3 separate regions of the Pan troglodytes genome follow, and all the other regions are linked to region 2. A link is a contact called in public Hi-C data. All regions are on one chromosome and are shown on one strand. Each heading gives the region's core, a stretch centred on a gene start, on an enhancer-like site or on the middle of the called end of the contact. The rest is flanking DNA. Distances are from core to core; before and after follow the strand shown.

The links. A called contact is a pair of places that touch in the nucleus more often than the background predicts.
Region 1: a Hi-C map of stem cell-derived neural progenitor cells shows a contact between it and region 2, with 7 times the contacts expected there. The contact joins two enhancer-like sites. A contact is called at or near these places in 1 of 7 Hi-C or Micro-C datasets (stem cell-derived neural progenitor cells), 1 of 1 datasets of contacts at active chromatin or transcription factors (stem cell-derived excitatory neurons) and 1 of 1 other capture datasets (stem cell-derived neural stem cells).
Region 3: a contact with region 2 is called in a Hi-C map of stem cell-derived neural progenitor cells, with 15 times the contacts expected there. The contact joins two enhancer-like sites. A contact is called at or near these places in 1 of 7 Hi-C or Micro-C datasets (stem cell-derived neural progenitor cells), 1 of 1 datasets of contacts at active chromatin or transcription factors (stem cell-derived excitatory neurons) and 1 of 1 other capture datasets (stem cell-derived neural stem cells).

The regions. Positions count from the first base shown.
Region 1 is chr4:27,486,761-27,489,460 of NHGRI_mPanTro3-v2.0_pri, reverse strand. No RefSeq gene overlaps it. Among named protein-coding and RNA genes, the nearest start is that of MIR9-2, 5.6 kb to the right of the region's middle. Within about 2 kb of position 1,275, at least 17 of the 24 cell types and tissues checked have an H3K27ac peak or open chromatin away from gene starts, as enhancers often do. A contact at or near this core is called in stem cell-derived neural progenitor cells, where this site is marked.
Region 2 is chr4:27,748,454-27,751,153 of NHGRI_mPanTro3-v2.0_pri, reverse strand. All of the region lies in intron 4 of LOC104006383 (a long non-coding RNA gene), which reads left to right. Among named protein-coding and RNA genes, the nearest start is that of TMEM161B, 130 kb to the left of the region's middle. Within about 2 kb of position 1,408, at least 14 of the 24 cell types and tissues checked have an H3K27ac peak or open chromatin away from gene starts, as enhancers often do. A contact at or near this core is called in stem cell-derived neural progenitor cells, where this site is marked.
Region 3 is chr4:28,008,396-28,011,095 of NHGRI_mPanTro3-v2.0_pri, reverse strand. No RefSeq gene overlaps it. Among named protein-coding and RNA genes, the nearest start is that of TMEM161B, 130 kb to the right of the region's middle. Within about 2 kb of position 1,280, at least 16 of the 24 cell types and tissues checked have an H3K27ac peak or open chromatin away from gene starts, as enhancers often do. A contact at or near this core is called in stem cell-derived neural progenitor cells, where this site is marked.

The DNA.
Region 1 (2,700 bases), core at 26-2,525, 260 kb after region 2:
AGGCCTCTTTCCAAGGCGCTCTTTCCTAGCCTCACCCGAGGGCCGCAGAGCCGGACCTGTGCCGGGCGAGTTGGATTTAGCCCAGTTAGAGTTAAGATGGTATCATTAGCTGCGCACAGCGTGACTTCCCGCTAATCCTCTCTGCAACTTACAACAAGTTTAAATGTCCATGCATGATGTTATTAACTGGCTTTAGTAAGTGCTTAAGACCCAGATCTCTTTTTAAAGTAATCTCTGAACAAGTTCTACTGTATCCACCCAACAAGGAGATTAATATTTCCAGCAAATCTGATGATGGGGTAAGATGTGCCCTGAGCTCCTATGGGCAATGGGGGTAGAAGTGGGAGTTGCCCCAGGGAAGGGCCCAGAGCGGCAAGCGCTCACCAACGCCGGCCACCGAGCAAAACTTCCCCGCCCCCGCTCCACCCCCCCAGCTTCCCCGCAGGGAGACCCTTTCCGTTAGCAGCTTTTCACTAAGTTAATAACGGTGTGTGTGTGGTGGTGGCGGGGAGGGGGGATTTGGGGGTTACACAATATCTATATCAATGATATTGATCACGTCCAGGGAAGAAGCCTGGGCAAAACTAGAGACACCGAGTGTCAGCAAAAGAAAGCTTCTTAACCACAAGTTGCGTGCCGCCTGAGGAAGGTGCCCTGTGGCAGGGGGTGGCCGCTGGGAGATGCCTGCCTCTAACCGACGTCCAGGCGTGACTAAACCTCGACGCCACCCCCATTCACAAGCTCAACTCAGGGATTCCCAAGCAACCGCAGACCGGAGGTGGCGCAGAGGCAATGACCAAGGTCGCTGATTAGGGGCCGAGAGGCTGGCAAATAATAATTAAAAAAAAAAAAAACCGGAATAGCCTTCGCGGACGCAGCTCAGCGTGCCAGGCAAAGGACAGTCTGACGACCCGCCCCTGCCGAGCCCCGCAGCTCCGCGCCGGTGTCCAGCAGCCTCCAAGGCGCCGAGCGCGGGCACGGGAACTTGAGCTAGCGCAAACTTGGGCGGCCTCCCAGCCTGCTACCCGGGCCGCAGCGCGCCCCCGGCCTCCCAGTCGCGCGCCAACCCGGGAGCGCGCGCGCCGGCGCACCAGCTCCATCAGCTAGAGGAGCCTGTCTCCCGGGAAACACCAATCAGACGCCCGCTTTCAGGCGAGGGCCGCGAGCCGCAGCAGCTGCAGGAGGACTCGGGCAGTTGGCGGTCAGCGGGAGGCGTCGTCCTGCCCCGCGGCGGGCCAGCCGCCTTCGCTGCTGCCACTGCCTAGCCTAACCGCTTCTGCAGCCAGTCACAGAGTCGGCTGTCTCCTCTTTGCACCGCCCACGCCAAGTACCTTGCAAGGCGGCGGCTAAGCCTGGCTATTTTTAGATCTCCAGAATGCGCTATGCCCGCGCTCAACGAAAACCAAGTCAAACCATCAAGCACAGTGATGTGCTGCTTTTTGAACAAATATGGCTCAAAACTCCCTATTTCCCTGAATAAAGTCGATTATCTGCACTTTTTAAAAGCCCTACCCCCTGTGGTCTGGCAGTTGGCTGAAAAGCGGAAAGCCACACGCTCCCACCTCAAACATGGTCATCACCTTTCTAAGGAAGTGCACTAACTCTCGCAGCCCTGATTGAGGGCAGATAAATATTCCTTAATATCAATCACAACTATATACTTTCCATTTCCATTCACCATCTTAGAATTAATTCCACAAATAAGTCGAACAGTTCCCAGAAGGGGTGAAATGGGTTCTCTGAGCAAATAGGAATAGAGGGTTCTGCTGATTTCTGTACTAGGTTGTTTAAGTTGTGTTAAGAAACCGATGAGCAAAGAAACAGGGTTAACAAAGCCATCCATTAAAATCCAGAGACACTGAAGAACTGCCTTACATGTCCCAATTGCTGTAGGACCTGTTTAACTATCTCGAAGTAGTCATGTTAAAACAATCGACCCAGCATTATAGATATCTTTTTTACTCAATAACTGATTCTAATAAGTTCTTAGTCTTAAAGAACACCTTGTCCTGTGTTGCCCATCTCACCACTGCCACCCCCAGCTCCCACTAAATGCAACATATTATGGTGTGTTTTACTTAACTGTAGCACATTAGGGAGGAAAGGGTATCAATTTTCTGAAACCACAGTGACATTTCCAGATGTATAGATTCATGGGAAAAAAATAGATACATAGACAGTTACATACTGTCATTCATTTTCTAGCCACATTGGAAAATAAAGCCTTTGGCTTCATCTCTCCATTTTTAAAAAGTCAAAATTCCTAAAATGCTAAAATATCTTAAAATATTTATATGTATTCATCTATATGGCTTCCTTATAATTTAAATGGTTTCTTAATTTTCATCAGGCTACACAAAAATCAAATTAGAATTTTATATTTTTCCAAATAAGAAAATTATTTTAATTTTAAAAATAAACACAAAGAACTCTTGTGGTGGAAAATTTACTGTTCAAGGTGACCTAAAGAACAGTCACTTTGGAAAATATTCCATTTTGAATGTAAATAATGCATATCTCATTATTATGCATAATGGCAACTTCATTAAGGGATTGATACTAGTGAAAATACCCATTCACATTCAGCAAGGACACTGAAGAAGTCTTCCTGAATCTTTTTTTTAACCTTTATCCAATTTTCATTTTTGTTGTTGTTTTGTATTTTTTGTATGACTGTGTTTATCCTATATCCTTTATTAT
Region 2 (2,700 bases), core at 159-2,658:
ACTGGTTTTCTATCCATCGGGACCTGCTCAAAGGTCACACTCAAGATCATAAGCCATGTTCACATCCTTCTTATGGGAAAATGATAAAATAATATCCACAGGCATCTGATACTAGGGGCATGGCCTGGACACACACCTTGCCCTCTTCCCCTTGGCCTTGTCTGCCTTGAAGAATGAATAGATCCATCCCCAAAGTTGATGCTTCGAAGTGACCAGTCAGATGCTAGCAGGTCAGCTGGCTATCCTCTTGGATAGAGGGTCCATAAATTAAAGAAATGTTGGTGTGGTTGAAAGAGGAAGGTAGTCCAGCCCAAGGGAAGTCACGTAAATCTCTCCTGGAGCTTTGTTCCCAGTAGGGAGTGGGGGTGAGAGTTGGGGTAGCTCGGGGCTGTGGGCTGTTATTAATGCCCTGGCCCTCCTGCGGTGGGTGCTAACTTGTTGTGCATGAGAGCTGCCACCATCCTTCCCAAACATCGGGCGCTTGGAAAAGTCAAGCACAGTTGAGCCCTGATTTTCATTTAATAGTCAAAACCAAGATGCATTTGGGCTATGATGATAGGACAGCTCCCTTGAAAAGATTATTTGAACTACAAAGGCATTCATTTAGGGCTAGCAATGTTGCAAAAGGGCCCGCTAGAAATTAGCAGCCTGTCCTGGTATTTGGAGAGCAAGAGTGACAACTTATTGGAAGTTCTCAAGGAATCATTTATATTTCACACTCCACTAGGCAGCTGATTTGAGATTGTCTGTTAGCATAACAAAGGCTCTGAGCCTGTGAACTTCAGAAACCTTTCGACCTCTTAGCTGCTGGCATGAATAGCCCCCAGTCCTGCCTATAGAGATCTCCCAAAGCTCCCCTGTTCGTGGCTAAATTGTTAATCAGGGTAATTTAATATAGTTTTCAATATGCCTCATCTCTTATTGGGAAAGGTATTCACAGCTTCCCTACCCCTGAAAAAAAAAGTTCTTTTATTCAAGTGTGAGAGGGGCAGCTGCAGACAGACCCCCATCCCTTGCTTCTCCCCCCACTCCTTCACAGCAGCAATGTTCTGAGCAGCAACCATAGAGAAGGGCCAGAAAGAGAAACTCAGAACGACGATCTCATCCCCTGGCATGCACTCCACCCTGAACCTGAAACTTCAGCCTATTTATGCTGGGAACCGCCAAAACAAAAACCCAAGGCTTAGCCATAACTGAAACCTCAGAGTCACACACACACACACACACACACACACACACGCCACACCTCCTTCTCCACCCTCCCTTCACCAACACCCTTCCCCTCCCCCCTCATCCCAACTAAGCTTCTCTTGTGTTTCTGGACAAAACGCACCAGACCCCAAGGCCTGTTAATTTTCATTTCTCACTCTGTCCAGGCAGCCCACACCGTCCTGCACGCTCCTTCACACAGTCACACTCGGCCTGGCCCCTGCATCAACTCCCGGTGTCATATACACTTGCTCTCGCCTGCTCCCTCGCACACTATCAATTCACATGCACATTAGTTAGCTGAAAAGAGCCAGAGCACAAATATATTCATTTTAATCCAGTTAAGACCTAAGAGGTCTCCTAGGATATTATTCAATAGTTTGAAAACTAAGTATAAAATTCAGATTTTGCTACGCTGTTTCATCTCACAGAGGTCTACAGTATGCCTTTCTTTCACTTTATACCATGTATGTATTCTAAAAAAGTAAAATAAAACCGAATAAAAAAAAAAACAATCACAGGCAAAATACCCAGCTTCAGGCAGGCACTATGCTCAAATATTATTATCTTTTTAATGACTGTTTCTAGTACCCATGTGCACATCAGAATAGCAATTTTATACAAAGAAGGAAAAAGTATGAAGTCACTAATTACATTTTTAAAAATTAAAAATAAAAGGATACAATCTCTTAAACTTATTTTCTCTTTCTTTTCCACGTGAGCATTTTAAGGCATCTCTAAAGCATGTCTGAGTGTTTCTGGGTTCCTTTGGTGGTGGTTTTCTGTGTAATTGGTGCTCTGTCTTTGTGCGAGTTGAGGCTCTGTGTGTTGCTTCTTTCTGGAACAGCCATTTCTCGCTTGTGCCCCGTTTTGGTTAGTGTGTCTGTCTCTCAGCCTCCTGAATTTGGATAAAGGCAGGATGTAGTGCCTGAAGTATTTTCTTTGATTTTTCTCTAGTTAGAGTAGTCCCTGATGGGGGTTGGGAGATTTCTTCACTCACTTGGGTTCCTAATCTAGAATCTGAAAACTGCTGGGAGGTGGGAGACCAATTTCTATTTACAGCATCAAGGAAAGGATTATTAAACCTCCAAAATCAGAAGTACAAACATAGATTTACACTTAATAAAACAAGACAAAACAAACAGCCTAGCTTCTTTCCCAAAATAATTTTTTTTTGGAATTAAAAAAAGATTAAGAAATAGGTTTACTGCCCAATTTTAATATCTAAACAATGCCCAGAGGTGACATGTTAAAACAGAAAATAAAATAAATGTATCTGGTGGTTATATTATATGGTAATCCTAAAGACTGCATTTTCCTTTTAAAAAAAAAAAAAAAAGGAATCTGACAGTTTTAATTTCAACGTTGTGGAAGTTTTTAGATTATAAATGTTTTTGCCAATAATCTGTGTATTATTCATGTTAATGATGTGCTTTTTGGTTTATTGTATTTTGTAAGTAGTGATTTTCATTTTCTCAGTGTTTTAAACCA
Region 3 (2,700 bases), core at 31-2,530, 260 kb before region 2:
GCATCCAGAATTCCTATCCCTTTCCCTAATTTCCGGTACACCTGCAAATCACTGCCTGCGTAATGTGTTTCGCATGGAAAAAGATGCTGTGTACCTGGCACACAATAAGCACCACTCCATAAAAATGTGTTGAAAGAATAAAAGCTGACAAAATGTTATTTTAAATCTTGCGGTCTCTACTCACTTCTCTGCGGTGTAAGATTTAAGGGGGAACTGACTCAATTCTCACTAAAAAGTCCCTTAGTATTCCAGTGTGGACGTAGAGAGATCTATGAAACAAGGTCACTTCACAATTCTCTTGCTTTCGCGTTAGAGGATCTCAAAGCACTACACAAACCGCGATTTTCTCCAGTGATTTTTCCTCTCAATGTGCCTCAAGGTCAGTTCAGAGCAGTATTCAAAGCTTGAATACTCTTCACCAGCAGCTGTAAAGGGCCGGAAAACCAGAGTCTGGATGTAAATAACAGTAACAAACTATTCCCGGATCTTGTTTTTTTTTTCTTTTCATGGGTCCCCATTTGCGCTCTTAGTCGGCTTACCCGTCCTGTTCCAGGAGCCGACAGGGAACAGCCCACCTGGAGCAGGTCTTGGGCCACCACTCGCCCCGCCCCCCGTCTCCAGTCCTCACTCGCTCTCCCCGCTCCTATTAAGCAGCTAACGCTGGGTGATCTCCTCTCCAGTTCTTCGTGGTTTCATTGTAGCCTTGATATACAAGACAAATGCACACTTTACTCTGGGCTTAAAAAACCATCTATCATCATCCTTTGGGCATGACAAATACATTGTGTGTTTCAGAGAAATTAATCTGGTATTTAGGGGGAGAAAGGCATTTCCAACCAGTCTCCGTGCAGAACCTTCCCGCAAACCCTGTAGCGGCATTTTTCGACACTTTTCTCCTCCTTTCGGCAAGTCTCAAACTTGACCTTCGAGAGGATTTTAAGGGTAGAGCCTTCCTCCCTTTCCCTCGTCTGCTCCAAGAGCGCACGTAGGCCTTCTTCTGGGAAACAGCTGCTCAGGACCAGAGCTCGGAGAACTGCACTTCCAGGAGCGCGGGCGCGGCCGGGGAAAAGGGAGGAGGCGGCAGGAGGGGGCAGGAGGTGGAGGGAGGAGGAGGATCGGTCTGAATATGCATGAGGCACCCAGCACTGCCCTCTTCCCCGGCAGCTGCTCGGGCGGGGGCGAAGGAGGGAAGGGGAGGGGAGGGAAGGAAATGAGGCTGGGGCGGGGTGGCCAGAGCAGCCGCAGAGGCTGACGCGGGTTTGGAGAACGGAAGAGATGATTTGCATGGCGCCTGGTGATTGGCTGATGGCCGGGGGCTGGGTCTGAGAGGCGGCCCCTGAATGGTTTAACGGAGGAAATTACAAGATTCATTCGGCTAAAGAAAGCCGGGGCGGGCCTGGTCGGCGCAATATGCAGCCTGTCCGCAAGGGGGCGCGATGGCCTATCTTTGTTCTGGTTAAAGGCTCCTTTTCCCTCCTCCCCCGCCCCCGCCCCCGCCCCCACCCCCCACACACAGACACACACGCAGAAAGTGCAGAGAAACCCTGTGATCCAGTCAACTGGCTCTGCCCCGTCTATTAAGAAAGATGAACACTCCTTTCTCTTCCATCTCCTTCATGGGAGACCACTTTTCATTTCAGATTATCACATCAATAAATATTCTTCGAGGAATAAAAAAGGCACTTTGCCAAAAGATAAGAGAATATATAAGAAATATCTGGATTGTGGAGAAAGACAATACATGAAGGCAGGAGAATAGGCACATATATGTAAATATGCACATAATCACCTCCGAGAACGCAAAGCACGGGAGGTAGAGACAAACAGAACACCTGGAGAGAACACATATCGCTCACAAGGTTCTCACAGGCTGTGCACGCTCTTCCACACACCGAGGCACACACCCACTGACCGGCACGCAGTCTCCCCCTCCACACACACACACACACACACACACAGAGAGAGAGAGAGAGAGAGAGACGGACCTCAGAAAAGGCATCCAAATGAATTCACACTCAGTGGAAAGACTGCCGAGAAAATACTAGAGAAGAATTAAAATGGTTCATCCCCTCCCCCTCCAAAAAAAAAATACTCAAGCGAAATGACTCTATTTGCATAATACTAATATACGCAGGACGCAGACACGGGCAAGAAAAAAAAAGGCTCCATTTGATGCACACCAGAGAATGGGTGTATACACACACACACACAAACACGCACACACACGCACGCGCGCCTGCGGGCGGGACACACCCACAGCCTATGTCCTCCGCCCACGGGCACGGGCAGAGCACCGATGCATCAATAGCGCTCAGTACAGTTGTCCAGAAAACACCAATGCGAGAAAAACGAAAGAAACCCACCCTATTCAGCCAAGGAAGCACCACTGGGGAACCTAGGTTTTCTAAACACACACGCATACACAACAGGCACACACACACACCCTTGTTAAACAAGAGAGTTGAGTTCAAAGATATAATAGATGCACAATGGATAACTGAGTGCTGGAGAATGTCATCCGCTTAAACAATACTTTGAAATTGTTTCAGCCTGAAGACAGCTTTCTGGGTTGCTCCCTGAAAAATCATACCTAAGAAAAATAAAATCTTCTCATTGATCCTGCTTTCCTTTTACTTTCTTTTTTCTTCTTTTCTTTTTATTTTTCAATGACCGAATAGAGGGAGAATTCCCTTTCCTCCA